Linked DNA regions of Sus scrofa: region 1 is linked to region 2. The links are chromatin contacts, called in public HiChIP or PLAC-seq maps. All regions are on one chromosome and are shown on one strand. Each heading gives the region's core, a stretch centred on a gene start, on an enhancer-like site or on the middle of the called end of the contact. The rest is flanking DNA. Distances are from core to core; before and after follow the strand shown. Region 1 holds the start of SLC25A24 (solute carrier family 25 member 24). Region 2 holds the start of PRPF38B (pre-mRNA-splicing factor 38B).

Region 1 (5,569 bases), core at 2,622-5,121, 230 kb before region 2:
TCATTAACCCATTACACCACAGTGGGAACTCCCCATCTGGATTTCTGTTCCTAGGAGGACCAAAAATGACACAGTTAGCACCAGGAGTGGTCCGAGGTAGGAGGCAGGAAAATAGGCTTTGGGAACTGGCTCACTCACCACCCAGCAGGCAAAGAGCCCTGAGTAGAACATGGGGTAAGGATGGTGCCTTTCCAAAGCAGGAGCCTAGATGCTGAAGATTTCCCAGGGTGACTTGGGAAAATGACCTGTTTGAGGGAACACCACGGCTAGTGCAATGACTCAGGCATTCAGAAAATATTGGGGGGGGGGGGGCCAGGCTATAAGGATAGGCAAGAAAAAGACAAAAGGAACAGTTCACTAGGAAGATAAATTTGCTAAATTTGAACACACCAATAGTACAGTCTACTACATAGCCTTTTTTTTAAAACACAAAAGGGAAAAATTGACAGAACTATAAAGAAACGTTAGTAAATCTACAATCATAAAGGAGATTTTAACACTTCTCTTTCAGAATTGACTGCAGTAACAGTATTAGATAATTTCAAGGCTAGTAGTTCACTGATTGTTCATTAGGCACAAGGCATTATTCTAAGAACTTCACATATTTTAACTCATTTATTCCTCACAATAACCCTATAAGTACCAATATTACCTCTGCTACAGATGAGGAAACTGAAGCTAGAGAGATTCTTAAAACTGCCCAAAATTTTAAGAGGCAGAAACATGATTTAAACTCAAGCGGTTTGACTAGATTTTTTCTTATTTCCTTACAAGTTCATTAAGCATGTAAATAGATGTTTATTTGGCAAAACTATGGAAACATAAAAAGTGACTGGAGAGTGGGAGTGAATAGATAGAGCACAGAGGAGTCTTAGGGCAGTAAAAATACTCTGTCTGATATTAAGAATATAGATACATGTCAGAGTTCCCACTATGGTACAGCAGGTTAAGGACCTGGCAATGGCTCAGGTCACTGGGGAGACAAGGGTTCGACCCCCAGCCCAATGCAGTGGGGTAAGGATCTAACATTGCTACATGGTATAGGTCACAGCAGCAGCTTGGATTTGATCCCTGGCCCAGGAACTTCCATATGCTGTGGGTACAGCCAAAAAAAAATTATAGATGCATGTCATACATCTATCTGAACCCACAGAAAATACAACCCTAAGGTCAACAGTGAACCCTAAGGTCAATATATGTTCATCCTTGGTTCAAACAAAAAAGTACCATTCCGGTGAATGATGTTCCCAACAAGGAAGGCTATGTATGTGATGTGTCTGGGCGGGGATATGGGCAAATCTCTGTACCTTCCTCCCGATTTGGCTGTAAATCAAAAACTGCTCTAAAAAAAGACCATCTTGCAACACGATAATTTTTGGTTTTCTTGTCCTACACGTGCTAGATATAAAAGGACTAACAACCGCTTTCAATTTTTTCCCCTTTTTTCTTTGATTATTTCAAATGAGCCACTGCCTCGTTTAGGGCATTTCCAATCAATGTCTTCAATCTTTTTTATGTCACTGTACTTGGAGACATGATCCTCATCCTAAGACGTTTGGTCTTAGTGGCAGGCACAGCCAATAGATAAAAATAATACCTTCTGAAAATTCTGGCCGTCGTGATATGTGAGACAAGGTTCTTATACAGAGTAGAGTGTGATCAACTCGTCTACAGAGGGCAGACCAGAAGAGCTCACTCCAGAGGAGGTGATATTTATTAAAAAATAAATAAATAAGCCCTATTTTTCCGAATCATAAAAATAATAATGTGATCAACTAAAAAAAAAAAACTGAAATGAAATAAAAATTGTCAAGAAAAAAGTAAAAAGTTAACTTAATCCTACCATCCAGAAGTAACCATATTAACTTTTTATTGAAGAATGAATCAGTCAAAAAAGAGTGTTTGGAATAGTTAATAATATCTGCTAGGAGCATAGAGTGACATGTATGTGTATTCATATATAAAATACGTTTTATGTCTATGTATAAATGCACACATACAGTGATAAATATATGCTATTCTGTTCTACATTTTTGCATACACACGGTTATATAAAACTAATTTTATATTTGTTCTTATCAAACTTTTGGAAAACTAAAAACATTTTTTATTTACAATTTTGAGTTCTCTGTTTTTCTTAATCTTGCCAGAGGTTTTTCTATTCTCATTTTCAAAAAAAAAACTAATCAAAGAAACAAATATTTGCAAATTTAAAGCACATATTTAAGTAATTCCTGGGTCAAAGAGTAAATCATATTGAAAATTAGAAAATCCTTGGAGCAAAGTATTACAACAAAAACACAAACATATGGGATGTAGCTAAAGAAGTGATTAAAAGGCTACTGTAGCTCAAAATTAATGGATCAAGTGTTCAACTCAAGAAATGAAAAAACAGGCAAATGAGTAAACACAGAGAAAGTAGAAGGAAATAAACAGAAGTTAATGAAAGAAATTTTAAAAAACAGAAACGGGGAGTTTCTCTGATGGCCTAAGGGGCTAAGGCTCCAGCATTTTCTCTGCTGTGGCACAGGTTCCATCCTTGGCCTGGGAATTTCCACATGCTATGGGTGTGGCAAAAAAGAAAAAGAGAGAGAACCTGAAATAAATGTTGCATCTCCCATTTAAAAAATAATAATAATGAGAAACAATCAGCAAAAAGTACTGAGAGTTGGTACTTTCAATGTATGAATAAAGTAGACAAAGACTGAAGGGGGGAAAGTGATTGACAAAAAAAAAGATTTGCAAGATTGAAGGCGTCGAGAGATAACAGGAATAAAACAGAGACCATAACTACAGGTACAGTGAGAACTCAAAATGAGAAATGAGTATTATGAGCCTTGGACAAAATGGGCTGTTTCCTAAAAGTTGTAACTTACTAAATGTGACTCACGAAGAAATAGTAAGAGCCCTGTAACCACTGAAGTGAGTAGCTTAAAATATAACTACCATAAAACAGTTGTTGGCTCTTGCAGCTTAATCACTTTCCCTCTTGGGACAGAGAAGGCTGGAGTGTCCTCTTATGTTTCAGTGGGTTGGAGAGGTTCCAAGGATCTCCACCCCCGATAGGGGCTGGACCTCAGAGACACAATTAAAATGACTCAGAGGAGCTGAAATTGCTCATCGATCGGCCAACCCTTCAGCTTTACGCAGTTTGGGCATTAAGAGTGTCTTCAACAAGGCAATGCTACATCTCTTCAACAGGAAGTTGGGAGAAACACACCTTTGCTTTTCAAACAGTTCTGAAACAGAACACAAAACTATCTGGAGCAGTAAAGCAATTTCGAAGAGCTACAGAGTGTGAGCCTTTTCACAGAACGTGGGACCCACTAAAGAGCGAGAGCTAAGAAACTTGATTAAATATTTGCAAAGGCTGGGGATGGGGAGGGTTAAATTTTTTGCAAAGGCGTAAAAAGGCCTGGGGATGCGTTCAGACAAAAGTATTCAGTATGGGATTTCAAACTGTAAGCGACTGTGTCTACTGCACCTTTTTTTTTTTTTTTTTTGGAAAAACACCGGTAGCCTTTCAGATCCTGCCTCGCATCCGTTCCGGGTACCCGGCCGCGGTCCCGCTCCCGAGCCTCTGAACCGCGTCGCGCGGGCTGGAAGCCACAGTTCCAGCTTCTTCCTGCAGAGCCGCGGGCCGCCGCCCTCCCGGCCCCCGCGCGGCGCCCGCCGGGCAGCGACCCACCTCCTCGGCGTCCTGGCCCAGGGGGATGCCCAGGCTCTTGAGCCCCTCCTGCAGCTCGCGGATGTCCACCACGCCGTCCCCGTTGCGGTCCAGCTTCTGGAAGAGGGTCTCGTAGCGCGTCGGCGGCTCGGCGTCCTGGCAGGCCGCCGCGGGCAGCACGAAGCCCCGCAGCCAGCGCAGCATGGTCCCGGAGGCACGGGCCGGCCCAGCCGAGGGAGGTCCGGGGAGCCGAGGGCTGCCCGCGCGCGAGGCCTGAAGGCCAGGGACTCGCGGCGCCGCAGGCGCTGCAGGCTGAGGAGTCGAGGCCCCACCCGGCTCCGCGCACAGGGAGTGGCCGCTCCCGCCGCTGCTCGGGGAGGAGCTCGCCCCAAGCCGGCCTCCGGGAGAGGTCGGGGGACGGGCCTGGCGCTGCCCCGCGCGGGCAGGAAGTGAAAGGGCTGCGGGGTGGGGCCGGGAGGGGCCGGGGGACCTGAGGAGTGAGTTCTGCTCGGTCTCCCGAGTGGAGGAGCCGTCAGGGCGGCGATGCCTGCCTGTGGGTTTCCGCATCTGCAAAGGAAGGTTGGGGAGGGGGACGCTTTGAAGCTCAGGTTTCTGCATTTCAAGCCCCGCTCCTTTCGGGCTGGGAGCCCTGGCGAACTGCCCAGAAATAGTTCTTTTTGCACGGAATTTGGGGCCTTGTCCGGCTCTGTCTCACACAGCTCCCTTGCGTTTTCGTGTAACTTAACTCCACAGACCCCACACATCTCTAGGTCTGCTTTCTAGTCACAAAAATGAGGGAGGGGGAAAGAAGTGGGATGGATGGGAGTTTGGGGTTGGTAGATGCAAGCTCTGACATTCGGAATGGATAAGCAATGGGGTCCTGTGGTACAGCACGGGCAGGGAACTATGTCGGGTCTTGGGGTGGAATATGCTGGAAGATGGTATGAGAAAAAGAATGTATGACTGGGTCACTACGCTGTACAACAGAAATTGACACAACACTGCAAATCAATTATCCTCTAAAAAAAATAAGTATCTCTCACACACACACACACACACACACACACACACACACACGACAGAGAGGGTTGGTTGGGTGGTTGCATACCTGGGATGGGAATTAAGCTTTAAGAAGGAAAGGAGTTAAATCTGAAAGCAATTTAAAAAAAAAAAAAAAGGAACACCTAAAATTAATACAGTGTTTCTGTTAATAAAACTGGGGGAGGGGTGGGGAGGAGTGGGGGAGGGGGACTCAAGGGTCTCTTGGAGAAAAAATCAACATCCATCCAAGTGGGCAGCCGTACTTTGCTCTACAGCTTAGTTAGTGTGATCTGCCCCTGATAAATCTCAGGGCATATCTGCTCATCAGCACTTATCAGAAAAACCTCAGGCCTACTCCTTCTCAGGATAGACACAGTTACAAAAGTGTGGTTTATTGCCCGGGTAAGACAGAACTTCTTACTGCATAACATGCACTAAGCAAAGGAACCCTGGACTTCAGAGCCTTCAGCTGTGTAAACTTGGAGATGAGGCATAACTTCCCTGGGTAGCCTCTCATCAGTAAAATGAGTATGAGTATCTGCCTCATAATAGCAAGGTTGTATACTGTATGTGAAAGATTTTAACACTCTCCAACATCAATCAGATGAGATATTAATTGTGATCATTCTCTGTCCATCCAGAGCTGCCCATAGAAACGATCACTGTATCCTATTATCTGCAGGAGGTACAACTCCACCTGTAAATAAAGATCTCCCCACATCTGAGTTACTAAACAAAGACTAGTTCCAAAAAAAAATCCAGGCCCCCCAGACCTTGAATTTACCTCTCTTCATACTATTTTATATATTTGTGACATATACAAATCCAGAGGTCGTAAAATGAGGACTGCCTACTTAGTAA
Region 2 (5,541 bases), core at 1,378-3,877:
CCTCAAAATTCTATCCCCAAAGGTGATGGTATTAGGAGGTAAGGCCTTTGGGAGGTACTTAAGTCATGAGGGTAGAGCTCTCATGAATGGGGTTGGTGCTTTCACAAAAGAGACCTCACAGAGCTTCCTCATCCTTCTAAAGTTGTGATTACTCAGCAACGTGGGGCCATCCATGAAGCAGGAAGAGGACTGTCCCTTGGTCTTGGACTCTACAGAACACTAGAACTGTGAAAAATAAATTTCTTTTGTTAATCAGCTACCCAGTCTGTGGTATTTTGCTACAGCCCCAAAAGACTAAAACAAACCAAACTTCTCAGTTTTATCCTATGTACAGTGTAGTATACCCAGGTTAAATATAACTTAAGCTACACCTGCAGCATATGGACGTTCCTGGGCCAGGTATTAAACTCGCCAGAGCAGTGACAACACCAGATCCTCAACCTGCCGAGCCACCAGGGAACTCCTAAATATAACTTTTTAAATGGGGATAATACTTATATATTCAGATTGCTTTAGGGATTCACCGAATATGCCAAGCACTTTATCCCAATACCTGGTTTGATACTTCATTTGATGCCACTGAAACTTTTATTATCAAACTTCAACCTCTCTACTAAGCTCTTTACTCAGAGTCTAGGGATAAATGAATTTTAAAAGATTTAGGCAATTAGGATTTGGCAATTAGTGTTACTGGGTAAACTCAATAAACTTTTCATCAAGGCAAAAAACACATAAAGGAAAAAATGAGTTCAAGTTTTTTTTCATTTTATTTTAAACTTGGTGAGTCTTTAGAGAGTGGGATCATCTATTTCCCTTGGGAAGTAAGTTTGTATAAACTAATGTACGGAAAAACAAGATCTGGAGTTCCCATTATGGTTCAGTTAACGAACCTGACAAGTATCCATAAGGACATGGGTTCGACCCCGGGCCTTACTCCATGGTTTAAGGATTGGGCATTTCCTTGAGATGCCATATAGCATGCAGATGGCTGGGATCTGGCATTGCTGTGTGGTAGGCCAGCAGCTGCAGCTCTGATTCCACCCCTAGCCTGAGAACTTCTGTATGCCACAGGTGCAGCCGGCCCTAAAAAAAAAAAAAATCTACTAAGTTTAAACCACTTCCAAAAGCTTTAGCCCTCCAACATAAAATAAAGGAACTAAACAGAATGATCACTTATATATTGTCCATTCTAAATATTAATCACTCCAATCATTCATTTACTTCTCATTTATCTTTCCTTACACTATGTCTCCATTTACCTTCTACTTCTCTGCTTGTCCTCTCTCCTGCTGGTTCAACTTCATCCAGCTGTAGATGTTCCCCAAGATTTCTGTCTCATCCCTTTCCCCTCTGTGTTTAAGCCACTGAAATTAATCTTGCCTTCAAACTTCCTACTTCAACAGTTTCTAGGAAAGCGTAAATGATAAAAAGTGCCACAATGAGAAATCAAATAGCATGGAGAATGAAAAAGGTCACTGGATTTTGGCAATTAGGGTATCACCACATGAGTCATCACAGGTTTTGAGCAGGGAGTGCTGCACTTTTGGAAGGATGACTCTAGCAACGCCCTGTGAAGAACGAATTGGAGCCAGAGAATATTCCAAACATTAGCATCTTAAGGTAACTTTGGGGTCATAGACGAAATTATGTAACCCTTAGGCTTAAATGTCATCAAATTCCTTATGTTTCATCTTGGCATTCCAGGCACTTAAATAGCCCAATTCCTATCTAGTCATTACTCCTCCATAAGCATATCTCCTGGCTCCTGTCAACTAGATTTACCCTCTAACAGACTTGATCTTCCCTGCTTCTATATATACTCAGGCTGTTCTCTGTCGGTAAAACTGCCAAGTCCATGAACCTGCAGAAACTTCAGTAGCTTTTGTTGTCTTCTCTTGACTCCCAAATTCACCATGCTTCTTCTCTAGGTGAACAGTAGCTTTTGAAAGATGACACGGGTTCTGACTCATTCGCGCACCCACCACCTTCTTCCCTCTACCTCCCTTCAATGCCTCGCCCAAGGCTATCACTCGGAATGCACCGCAGAATGGAAGAACTCCAGTAGGAAGAAAGCAATCAGGTAACGAATGGCACTACAGATACAGTAGCTCTTAAATGCTAAAAAAAAAAAAAAAAAAAAAAAAAAATTTAGCCCAGCAAGATGTTTATCTTGACCTTACGGTTGAATAAATTTAGGCTCAAATAATAAGATCTCTAGCCGGACAGAGGGCAGAAAGACTGCACTGGAATCACACGAAGGAGTGCGGTACTATCATCCCTTCCAAAGAATCTTAAAACTGAATTCAGGAGGTTCGGTTACTCCGCAGTAGTCAGTCATGGATTTGCAAGTATACAGCCTTGAGAACGCCTGACCGCTCAGCTTTCGAAAGATGAAACCGGGGCCCGCAGTCCAAATATTAAAACATACCAATTAGACCTACAATCTTCCTCCCCTGACCCCCAATTTCCAGTGTAAATCGCCTAAGAGTCGGGGAGCAGAGGGCACCAACGCCACCGCAGCGCGCTCCGAACGCGCGGAACAAGGAAGAAGACTCTCCGGCCCACCTGGGCAACTCTGATTGGCCGCCGGCTAAGCTTGGAACTCTGGGGCGTGTGGCGTCACATCCGCCGGGGCCGCCATCTTGTTCCCAGGGGCAGTTGGCGGAAGAGATCGCGCTCTCGGGCCGCCGGCTCGCTTTCTGCTTGGAGTTCTCGCGGCCCGCGTCTTGGCGTCTGCTCTCCACTCGGGGTCCATTTGTCGGCGTCCTAGTTGCCCTCCTTCAGCTGGCTGGGGCACAGCTACGCGGCCCCCTCTTCCGACGGCGTTCCATGGAGTAGGGTCCCGGACCGTTGTCCCGAAGAGCGAGATCGAGCTTGGCCCCCTCCCCCTCCCTTCTCCCTCCCTCCTTCCTTCCGCCGCAACATGGCTAACAACAGCCCCGCGCTGACAGGCAACTCGCAGCCGCAGCACCAGGCAGCCGCGGCCGCGGCTCAGCAGCAGCAGCAGTGCGGCGGCGGCGGCGGCGGTGGCGCCACCAAGCCGGCAGTCTCGGGCAAGCAGGGCAATGTGCTGCCGCTGTGGGGCAACGAAAAGACTATGAACCTCAACCCCATGATCTTGACCAATATCCTGTCGTCGCCTTACTTCAAAGTGCAGCTCTACGAGCTCAAAACCTACCACGAGGTGGTGGACGAGATCTACTTTAAGGTACGAAACGTCTAGACCTGGGGGGGTGGGGGTTAAGTTCGGAGGAGGGGGTATAGAGGAAACGGGCGGAGGCGGCCCCGGAGGACTGAGGATTTGGTGGTGGGTGGGGGGCGGCGGGCGGAGGGGTTGTGGTGGTCAGTAGTCCGCCAGGGAGGGGTCAAACTGGGGCCGCCCTCTCATTTCCTTTTCAGATTTTTAGGGCCCGGAGAGCCCGCCGCCATTGATCTCGCTCGCCTCCCCCCACCTCCTGCCCGTCCCTGGGGGGAGTTGGACGGGAGAGGTGGGGGAGAGGAGAAACGAGACTGAAGCCTCTCCAGTTTACAGCTTTAAATTTCTTTCTTTTCACGTGGATCTACTCAGCGCCAACTTGTTGGCGCTTCTCCTGCTCACCCCGGGCCAGGGCGTGTATTGACTTCAATGTTGGCCTCGTGTAGTCGGTGTTCACTGTCCGATTAAGACAGGGAAGTGGTCAGTGTGCGTCGGGTGGGGTGGGAGGGTTGAGGGTGGAGAGGTGCAAGTGGAAGAGATGTACCGAAGGCCTGGAAATTTTCGCAGCAGGAAGTCAGGAGTAAGTGGTCTCAGTCACCTGTGCATTGGGCTTATTTAGAATTATCTGGGCCCTGGGCTTCTGCGGCAGGGTCGGTGCTGGCTTGGCTGTGCTGGGGAGCTCACCTGGCGCCTCCTCACTGCACTCTTGTCTCAGTTCTTGTTTCGTTAGCAGGATTGACTCAGTCTTGCAGCGAGGCTCGGAGCAGCCCAGGGTCGCAGGTAGAGGTATGCATTATTAATCATGCTCAATCGCCATAAATGCATTTCCCTGGTTAAATGAACGGCTAATTAGATTTTTTTTTTTTGGCCATTAGTTTTGGTCTTTTCCTCACCAATTTGATAGGCGTTCTCCACTTACCTGCAAATTATGTAGTTTTAAAAATACCTTCCAGGCCTCCTAAGGTTAATTTATATTTTAAAGAATATTAATCAATGATCATTAGCTATTAGCTAGAACATCTAATATGATACAATCCGTTTTGTCTGTATTGATTCTTAAAACATTTGACAGATCACAAAGTATTTTCTGTGACCTGAACACTTCTGTAGAGGTGTTAAGAGAAGGAAATTTTCTTTATTTGCTTTTAAGTTATGTTTTGTCCACCTTTTCCCCAATTAAGTGGGGTTTTTTTGAAGGATTTTGTAATATTTGTTACTTTTGATTATTGTTTTGAGAATACAGTTCAACTTTGGGTATATAAAGTACACTGAAATTTTGGTATCCTCTTAAAAGATTATTGTAAGTAATTGTAATACTATGAACTTGTTTTTGTTTGTTTTTAAGGTAAGATGCTTTTCAGCAGGGATACAGTGTGGCGAATATCTAACCCTTAGATTTAGTTATGTGGCAAACTTCAATCAGTTGAAAATTAGTTTCCTTCTCTTTTTGTGGCAGGTTCTGTTTCGCAGGCAGATGTTAATGCCATAGGGAAAAGCTTGTTTTCAAATTTCATGTACTGTGTTTTGAAACAACTACTACAAATTACTTAAACTTAGTTATCAGGTTTTGTTATCTAGATATCCAAATAAAATAATCATTGAAATATATAGGCTTGCAGTTTTGTAAGTCGATTTTGTATGGCCCCTTTGGTTAGGCTTTAAGGAATTGAAACATCATTTATACAGCTAGCTGGGGGAAGGAAATGAAACAGTGAAGCAATGCAGCAGTCTACTGAGCAAAATAGTGTAGTGCTTACATTTAAATGCATGCTTTTCCGTCTAAAGCCATTGAAAAAGACTATGACATGTAACCATGGGTGGGTGGAAGTAAGGTTTTAGAAATATGAAGTGAATGAACAGGATTTTACTTTTTGTTTCAAGTTTAAGATCTTTCTAAAAGACCTTCTTTTGAGTTATATCTGTTGTAGAGCAAACATTCTCTGCTATTTTTAGGGGAAGTAATGTGGTTTTTATAGGGTGCCCCATCTTAGCATAGATCTGTATCTTTGAGTATATTAACATGACAAACCACACTTAGTTTTTGACACAGTTTCTATTCTGGGGGAAAAATTGAATTGGTTCACAGTTAGGCTGAAGATAAATCATACATTAACAAGAATGATCTGTGTGGGTGTGGCCTTTGTAATTTCGTCTTCAGTCAGGAATGAACATATGCCTGATCATGGTTAAAAAATATATATGAATATAGTTGCATAATTTTACAACAGAAGTAACTTCTGTTACTGTTTTAGCATACTTTCTTAAAGTCATTTTTCCTTGTTTTATAGTGTGGAATTTTAAGACACCGTAAAACTGAGATATTAAGGGTATTTTAAAGATTTTTT

What was found. HiChIP or PLAC-seq counts read pairs in DNA pulled down with a chosen protein or histone mark.
Region 1: an H3K27ac HiChIP or PLAC-seq map of alveolar macrophages shows a contact between it and region 2. The contact joins the promoter of SLC25A24 here to the promoter of PRPF38B in region 2. A contact is called at or near these places in 2 of 2 datasets of contacts at active chromatin or transcription factors (alveolar macrophages and skeletal muscle).

The regions. Positions count from the first base shown.
Region 1 is chr4:111,578,488-111,584,056 of Sscrofa11.1, reverse strand. SLC25A24 (solute carrier family 25 member 24) reads right to left here and starts at 3,871. Exons shown (of 10, transcript NM_001199363.1): 1 at 3,689-3,871. The coding sequence starts at 3,871.
Region 2 is chr4:111,344,591-111,350,131 of Sscrofa11.1, reverse strand. It overlaps PRPF38B (pre-mRNA-splicing factor 38B), which reads left to right and starts at 2,627. Exons shown (of 6, transcript XM_001927806.4): 1 at 2,627-3,208. The coding sequence starts at 2,924. LOC102160506 (a long non-coding RNA gene) reads right to left here and starts at 2,556. Exons shown (of 3, transcript XR_002343537.1): 1 at 2,429-2,556; 2 at 1,260-2,118; 3 at 1-225.